Linked DNA regions of Sus scrofa: region 1 is linked to region 2. Evidence: chromatin contacts called from public HiChIP or PLAC-seq data. All regions are on one chromosome and are shown on one strand. Each heading gives the region's core, a stretch centred on a gene start, on an enhancer-like site or on the middle of the called end of the contact. The rest is flanking DNA. Distances are from core to core; before and after follow the strand shown. Region 1 holds the start of SRGN (serglycin). Region 2 has its middle 41 kb from the start of SRGN.

The links. HiChIP or PLAC-seq counts read pairs in DNA pulled down with a chosen protein or histone mark.
Region 1: a contact with region 2 is called in an H3K27ac HiChIP or PLAC-seq map of alveolar macrophages. The contact joins the promoter of SRGN here to the enhancer-like site in region 2. A contact is called at or near these places in 1 of 5 promoter capture datasets (liver), 15 of 47 Hi-C or Micro-C datasets (alveolar macrophages, blood, heart right ventricle and 5 more) and 2 of 2 datasets of contacts at active chromatin or transcription factors (alveolar macrophages and skeletal muscle).

Annotation. Positions count from the first base shown.
Region 1 is chr14:72,180,464-72,184,820 of Sscrofa11.1, forward strand. SRGN (serglycin) reads left to right here and starts at 2,905. Exons shown (of 3, transcript XM_013990411.2): 1 at 2,905-3,213. The coding sequence starts at 3,138.
Region 2 is chr14:72,140,573-72,145,161 of Sscrofa11.1, forward strand. No RefSeq gene overlaps it. Among named protein-coding and RNA genes, the nearest start is that of SRGN, 41 kb to the right of the region's middle. Within about 2 kb of position 3,024, at least 24 of the 83 cell types and tissues checked have an H3K27ac peak or open chromatin away from gene starts, as enhancers often do. A contact at or near this core is called in alveolar macrophages, liver, mesenteric adipose tissue and 2 more, where this site is marked.

The sequences.
Region 1 (4,357 bases), core at 1,655-4,154, 40 kb after region 2:
GTGCCTGGGCTGTGGAATAGAAATCCTGTGAAATCAGATTGTTATGATCATTATACAACTACAGATATGATTAATTCGAGTAATAAAAAAATTAAAAAAAAGACCACCCTGGAGAGTTCCCTGGTGGCTCAGCAGGTTAAGGATCTGGCAATCACTGCTGCAGTGCGGATTCGCTCTCTGGCCCTGGAACTTCCACATGCTGTGGGTGTGGTGGCCAAAAATAGCTAGTGAAAAGCAATGCTTACACTTTTAGACAGCAAGGAATTGATGCCCGTTCTGTTCCAAGATGACTGCTAAGGATTAAGGACACCCGTTTTACAGGCAAATCAAATGAGTGTGAAGTAAAATAGGTGCATTTAAGTTTGACTGGTAAATGAAGGATTAAATCTGGCCTAGAATTTATCTGTTTTAAAAAAAATTTTATGGCTGCACCTGCAGCCTATGGAAGTTCCTGGACCAGGGACTGAATTCAGACACAGCTGAGACCTTTGTCACGGCTGCAGCGATGCTGGATCCTTTAACCCACTGTGCTGGGCTGGAGGTTGAACTCATATTCCTGCAGCAACCAGAGCCGCTGCAGTTAGGTTCTTAAGCCACTGTACCATGGCGAGAACTCCTAGCATTTTTCTTTTAAAAGCATCAAAAACTAGGAGTTCCCGTCGTGGCGCAGTGGTTAACGAATCCGACTAGGAACCATGAGGTTGCGGGTTCAATCCCTGGCCTTGCTCAGTGGGTTAAGGACCCGGCGTTGTCCTGAGCTGTGGTGTAGGTTGCAGATACGGCTCGGATCCAGTGTTGCTGTGGCTCTGGCGTAGGCCGGTGGCTACAGCTCCGATTCAACCCCTAGCCTGAGAACCTCCATATGCCGAGGAAGCAGTCCTAGAAAAGGCAGAAAGACAAAATAAAGCATGGAAAACTTTTTGTAGAGGTGGAGGCTTAGAGAAAGATAGGGGTCCCCTTTGGTTAATGGAAGAAGCTTTGGGCAGGAAGCTTTTGCTTTTTGAGTTTGCCCTGCCAACTCAACCCTCACGGCCATGAGCTTTGATGGGCATCCTTTCACTGGCTTCCTACACCAGCCTTAGAACTAGAACGATGGGAGAGCACAGGGTAGGTGGCCCAGCATCTCTCAGCAGGTAAGTGAGCTCAGACCCAGGACTTGGGACTGCCTCAGGCATGTGTCCTGCTCCTCTACGGCTTGAAGAGGACTAGGGAAATGAAGTTGGAGGATGACTATTTGGAAAAAAAAAAACTTGGTTGTCAGCGTAGGGGAAACAGAGCAAATGCTTATGACTGCTGCAAAAATTTTAAAAAAACCCACCATGACCCAAAGAATTAAAAATTGAAGAACTGAAATGGAAAAAGCCTCCAAAATTACCATTTTAAAGCACAAGCTGTAATCAGCTCTGAGGTTTTGCAGGGAATTTATTGAAGCTATTGACAAGGATATTATTTTGATGCCATGGTTTTAAAGTGGAGGATAGGAGTTCCTATTGTAGCTCAGTGGGTTAAGAACTTGACTAGTATCCATGAGGATGCAGGTTCCATCCCTGGCCTTGCTGAGTGGGTTAAGGATGCACCACTGCTGCAAGCTGCAGCATGGGTTGCTGTGACTGTGGTGTAGGCCAGAGGCTGCAGCTCTGATTCAGCTCCTAGCCTGGGAACTTTAATATGCCGCAGGTTCAGCCTTAAAAAGAAAATAAATAAATAAATAAATAAAGGATAGCATTAAAAGCGACCAAAGTTGAGGGAGTTATTTCCAGCTGAAACCAGTATTCCATAGTGGGGAACCCACGGGATTTGTGAGTTTGCGGATTGTTTACTGCACTCAGAAGAGTCCCTGGACACACTTCCAACTGGTTTTGAGGAAGGTCAAAATGTGCATTCTTGGAAACCTTTGTGGACTTGCACCACGGCGACTCAGCAATTAATTTCTGAGGCGCGTTCTTAGCAGGAAATGGTAAAGGAACCAGCAGGAAGCAGAGAACAAGAGAAAGGAAACTCCTCCCTCTTGTCAAAGGACAGGCAAGAGTGAGGATGAAAATGGAAAGTGGACATTGTAGGGTTAGATGTGCTGCAATGGAGAGGGTGGAAGTAAGGAAAAAGTGTGTGCCCCAAGGGCAAGGGAGTGTGATAATCTGTTGTGTTTATTATGTGGCTTAAATATGGAGCCTGTGCTTTGTGACCCTCGGTCTTCAGCACACGATCCCCAGGAGATGGGGAAACGCTATTCCTTTATTTACAGAGGGCAGTGGTTTGTATGTTTTCTGAAGTCTGCAGCCCACTGACAGGAAAACCTCCCCCTGTTTCTGACTTCTAGCTTATTAAAGGCCAGAGGATGCCAAAGTCAAGTTGAAAAGTTTTACCAGGAGGAAAAAAAAAAACAAAGTATAAATGGAATCAAATCATAAGAAATACTTGGTGTGAAGGAGCAGAGGACTGCACAATCATTTTTCTGTTTTATCCAGTTCTTTGCAACTGAAAATCTTCACTAGATTTTGAATTAGAGGGAGAGCTGATGATCTAATGGGAGAAGCTGAGTCCTCTAAGAAGAAACTGGTTATCTGAGATCCAACAACACTTTCTTGTAGATTAGAACCCAGCTTTGAAGTTTCACTTTTTGAGCATGGCTCAGTGACTTCTGCTATTGCCAACAAAAAAGAAAATCAAGAACATATTATGCAGAATGGCCTCAGTGGTGAAAAAGCAGCATCTAGCCTCCTTACTTCATCAATTGGGCAGAGGCCCCTTAATGTCAGCAATCTCTTGTTTAGATGGTTACCTGAAGAAAGAAAAAACAAACTGTCCTTTATGATGATTCTGTTTAGCAGGGGGAAAAAAAATTGTAACCGGCCAGTGGCAAACAACAAAACTTTTGAAAAAGAAGACCTGGGGAGAGTCCAGGGCAGTTTCATAATGGGTATGAATAGTTATTTTGCTGCCCTTTTTTTTTTTTTTTTTTGGTCTAAATCTTTCTGGGGTTTGATGTGGATCTCTATTTGTTCAGGAAACTGTGACGTGTGTTCTGGGCAGGGTTTGAGGTTTTGGAACCTTTTCTAAAAGGGACAGAGAGCACCCGGCTACATTTCCCTTTTGTAAGGTTGGTGTGCAGGCGGTGGAGCCAAAGTGAGCCTGTCACAATGCAGGTGCTCTTCCGGTGCAGTGGGCTTGTCCTGGCTCTAGCCATCATCCTGATTTTGGATTCTTCAGTTCAAGGTAAGACCCAGGTATCTTGTCCCTTTGTAATTTTCCTTATAAGGCCCAGGGTCCACACAAATGATTATATTAATTTTAAGGTACAGAATGTATTCTATTTGGAAAAGTGGTGCCTCCCTCAAAAAAGAAAGAAAGAAAAAGAAAGAAAGAAAAAATGATTTAGGGTCGCTGACTGAGTTTTGTTAAGTTTGCTACCAAAAAAAAAAAAAAAAAATTTAAACTGAGGCAGGTGCAGCCTTATAAGTTCTTATAATGATTGAAATGTACAGTTTTATTTTGGATGAAATGTATGGTTTATAAATTTTAAAAAACTTTTTTTAAAAGATCAAGAGGGAGTTCCCTGGTCATCGAATGGTCAGGATTTGGCGCTTTCACCACTTCGGCCCGGGTTCAACCCCTGGTCTGGGAACTGAGATCCTATATCAAGCCGCTACATGCCATGGCCAAAAATAAATAAATAAATAAAGCTCAAGAAAGGAATATAGAAAATTGGAGTTCCATTGTGGCTCAGCGATTAACGAACCCAACTAGCATCCATGAGGACGTGGGTTCAATCCCTAGCCTTGCTCAGTGGGATAAGGATCTGGCATTGCCGTGAGCTGTGGTGTAGGTCCCAGACACAGCTTGGATCTGATGTTGCTGTGACTCTGGTGTAGGCTGATGGCTACAGCTCCGATTGGACCCCTAGCCTATGAACATCCATATGCCGCAGGTGTGGTCCTAAAGAGACAAAAAGACCAAAATAAATAAATAAATAAAATAATGTTATCTGAAAGAATATGCAAAACTAGTCAGAAATTTTTTTTAAAAAAAGGAATATAGAAAATTACCTACCCCTAGGTGTCCACATAAATCCCAAATTTTAACATAATACAAAATTTTTGTAATCACCCTGACACTGGGAGATGCTATTTTTGAAATCAGAGTAAATTTTTGTATTTTTTCTTCTTTTTTTAAACTTTGTTCTTAGTGACAATTCAATTATGGTTAGACATTGTTAATGCAAACCCTCTCAGATTTTAAAGAGAGGCCAAAGAATTTTAATAATTGTGCTGTTGCTCAGAGAAACATCACATTTGGAAATTTCTTGATAGGTTTCTTTATCATTCAGGGTTGTTTAGTAAGAATGAAACAACTTAAAACC
Region 2 (4,589 bases), core at 1,774-4,273:
TGGATACATATACATACACAGTGGAATATTACTCAGTCATAAAAAAGAAAAACATTGCCATTTACAGCAACATGGATGGACCTGGAGATTATGATACTAAGTGAAGTCAGACAAATGCTATATGATATCATCTATATCTAGAATCTAAAAGACAAATGCTATATGATATCACTTACATCTGGAATCTAAAAAATAGCACGAATGCATTTATATATAAAACAGACTTACAGACATAGAAAACAAACTTATGGTTACCAAAGGAGGAGAGAGGAGGGAGTGGGAGGGATAAATTAGGAATTTGGGATTAACAGTCTACTATACTTAAAATAGATAAGCAACAAGGATTTACTGTATAATAAGGAACTATGTTCAATGCCTTGTTATAACCTATAATGGAGAAGAATCTGAAAACAAAATAACTGAGTTACTTTGATGTACATCTGAAATTAACACACTATTGTAAATCAACTATACTTCAATTGCAGAAGAAGAAATTGGCATTCTTAAGAGCAGGCTGGCTGAACATAGTCTTTAACCATTGATTCCACAGGCTCTCTAGGAAGATGCACTATGGCACCTTCACTTTCTGCCCCTAACATGTGCTTTTGTAGATGTGGTGCCTCTGAGTTCATGCTTTGGCATCACCCAAACCTGGGCTTGGGCTCTAGCCATCGATTCGCCAGCTGGGTAATCCTGGCCTCATGACTTCCTGTCTCTCAGCTTTCCTTTCCTCATCTCTAACACTAACCTGAGGAAAATAGCAATTCTGGTTGGTCTGTTGGAGAATTTAGTGAGATGGTATATACTATAGTACTTACCTGGTTGGTCTGTTGGAGAATTTAGTGAGATGGTATATACTATAGTACCTTGTATAAGTGCTAAATATTTTAATAACTATCATATTTAATATTTACTTAATAAACAAAAGCTTCCCTAGTATTATTTTCATCATTGTTACTTATCTCCTTCTATATAGATTCTTTATCCTTTAAGGCCAAGATCAATTTTTTTTCCCTTTCTCCTCTTATCCTCCACCTTACTCTAAATAGGACTTAAGGCAAATGGTGAGAAAAATAGAGGAAAAATGAAGATATGAACATAAAATAGGGCCAGTCAAGAAACATACAGAAATGGACATCCTGGAGTTCCCGTAGTGGTGCAGAGGAAATGAATCATGAGGTGGCAGGCTTAATCCCTGGCCTTGCTCAGTGGGTTAAGGATCTGGCATTGCTGTGAGCTGTGGTGTAGGTCACAGATGTGGCTCAGATCCTGCGTTGCTGTGGCTGTGGCATAGGCTGGCAGCTGTAGCTCCGATTGGACCCCTAGCCTGGGAACCTCCGTGTGCCACAGGTGTGGCCCTGAAAAGCAAAAAAAAAGAAATGGACATCTTATTTTAGTGGGTCATAGGGTTGACTCAGAGCTTCCTAGCAACCAAGGAGAAAAGAGAAAACAGATACATTACATAGTTCAACACTATGTCTGTAAAATAAAATAAGCTAATGACGCAGGAAAAACATACCCTGAGCAGGATTTTTTCTTGCTCAACATGCTTCCTCCTTGACTGTATGATTCATTTTGCTAAAAGGAAGCCCATTTATGGAAAAGTGTTTCTGCATTCGACATAGGTTCTAACGCTTACTAGAGCCGCCCCCCCCCTGCCCCCCGAGTGTCTTCACCTGGCCAAATAGAGAAGCCCTAGTTCCTGGCCCAGAAAACTAATCTTGCAATAGGCCAGTGTCACTGAAACTAAAAGCATCACAGGCAGATAATAAACAAGATGTGTGCACTCTGTGGTTAGGTTGCTTTGTAGCAACCCGTGTTTCCTCTCTTTTGCAACTTCAGGTTCAATGAAGCTCAACCTAAACATGAGTCATGGAGACCCATTCTCACACTGATATATGTCTGGACCCTAAGTTAATTTGAATTTCCACTTCCACTCCTTGGAAACTCTTATCTAACTCAACAATCAGCAAAGCTTTGTTGAGCACTTCTTTTGTGTGAGGCGTCTGTACTGAGCCCTCCCTGGGACTCCAGGCTTCCAGTAAATGGGCCAAGGGGGAAATACAGGCAATCGGGGCTTTGGGTACTGAGAAGAGGGGGTCTGCAAACCCAGGGAGCTGGAGGGTCCTGGAAACATCTTAGAGGAGGTGAGACTAGAAGGGTGAGAAGCAACTGGTCGGAGAAGAGAGCAGGTGCGATGAGGACTCTGGTGAGGAGGATCCAGGGGTGTTGGGGGCACCAGGAGGAGTCTCACCTACGTGGAGTGTTGGGCAGTGAAGGGGGACAGAGGAAGATAATGTGGAATCAGGATGTTCTTAGAGGCCAAGGCTGATGGAGCTCCTCCCTCTTCCCCTATCATCCCCCCAGCACAGGGGAGAGGGAAATACATAATTGTTCCTCACGGCACCCACAGGGGATTTGGAGGAGTAATCTAATATGGGACTTGCTGAAACAGTTTGTTACTTGGTTTAGGGACTTTTAGAAACACATGATCTCAAAGGAAAAAAAAACCAAAAAACAAAAAACAAAAAACCGCCAAATGAGTCTCTAAATGAGTGAGGCTGCGGGTAAACATTACTTTTTCTGCAGGTGGAAACTGCAGGATCCTAGCCACCGGCTTTTGTCTGTAGTGTCAGTTGGAATCATTTCAAGACTGAAACTGGGAGTTTCTGTCGTGGCTCAGTGGTTAACGAACCCGACTAGTAACCATGAGGTTGCACTGCAGGTTCAATTCCTGGCCTCGCTCAGTGGGTTAAGGATCCTGTGTTGCTATGGCCTGGGGTGTAGGCCGGCGGCTATAACTCTGATTAGACCCCTAGCCTGGGAACCTCCACATGACTCTGAAATTGGCTGCAGGAATATTTTCTTTCTCCATTGTGGGGTGGGGGTGGGAATAGCTGTGATTATCTTTATTTTGGCATCATGGGAGGAAGTCAAGGAAATGTCTTTCCCCTCAATGTGCTGGTGTCTGAAACATTTGGTTCTTCAAGCCACTAGACCACATTTTTCAAAGAAACTTCCCAATTAGAAGCAGAGGGGAAGCCTGGGCTTGGGAGGCTGCGACTTCAGGGCTCTTAGAGCGGCGAATGATTTCATCTCATGTTATCTCCATTCTGCCTGTAAGGAAATGGAAACTCAGAGGAGTGAAAACAAAAACTGGCCCAAGGTCACAAAGCTAGAAAGTGGCAGGAGCCCAGCCTCAAAGTTCAGGTGACACAAAGCCCAGTGAGGCTGCCACACTACCTTCCTTAGGAAAAAGAAACATATCCAAAGGCAACCACACAGGAATCACAAGAACTCTATCAAGAGAGGTGCACATGTGATGGGACTGGGGCCCAGACACCTACATTTTCAACACCTCCAAGGAATTCTGACAACCCAACAAATTTGGGGACTCTCACTGTAAAAGAGCCTTGACTGTAGCTCTGCCCTGGGTGGGGGTGAAGGGTTTCTACTTCCTCCGAGCGGCAGGGTGGAGACTCTCACAGATTGACAGCCGCTTGATGAGGAAGATGAGGCAAGAGCAAGAAAAGAGGAAGCTATTTTTTCTGTGGAAACTCGTCTGAGAACTAAGATGAATGCAGAAGAATGTGTCACACTTGTAGGAGCAAGAAGCCATGGAAAATGCGCTTGCTGACCTGCGTTCCCACCCCTACCCCTTCCCACAGCTGGTGTCACATGAAGAATCTGAGTTGCCCTCCGGGGCAGGGGGCAGAGGCAGTGAGGGGAACACAGCCCCCAGGCCTGGCTTTTTGATCCGGGCTGTGTTCCCTGAGTCGACACCCTCTTCTCTGTCCCCAGACTCCTGTGCTGCAACATGAAGATGCTGGACCTGGTCCTCAGGCTGTAAATCTGGACCCACTGTGGGAGTTCTTACCCCAGACTCCTGGAAAATCTAAGAAAACTACTTCCTGAGGAAAAAGCAAATGCAGTCAAATTTTAGCTAACAATTTCAGGGAAACTGAGGGATTTGCCAAAGCTTATCATGAAGCCCTAGAGGTCCACGGGACCCCTGTTGAATCCTGCTCATCTGTCTGGAAGCCTCTGTGACTGTGTTGTCCAGAGGAGCAACATCTAGCCCCATTTGGTCACTGAACACTTGAAAAATGGCTAGTCTGAATTGAGAAGTGCTCTAAGTGCGAAGTGCACACAGGAGTTTGAAGATTTCATATGAAAAAAAGAATGAGAATGTCTCAACAATTTTCATAGTGATTGTATCTTAAAAGAGAAGTTGGATATTTGGGGTTATTTTATTAACATTAACTTCACCTGTTTCTTTTTACTTTCTCTTTATTATTTTCTTTTTTTTTTTTTTTTTTTTTTTTTTTTTTTTTTTTTTTGTGTGTGTGTGTGTCTTTTCAGGGCTGCACTGCCAGCACATGGAGGTTCCCAGGCCAGGGGTCCAATCGGAGCTCCAGCTGCCAGCTTACGCTACAGCCACAGCAAATGCCAGATCCGAGCCATGTCCGCAATCAACACCACAGCAACACCGGATCCTCAACCCACTGAGCGAGGCCAGGGATTGAACCCGAAACCTCAGGGTTCCTAGCTGGATTCGTTTCCATTGCGCCACGACGGGAACTCCTACT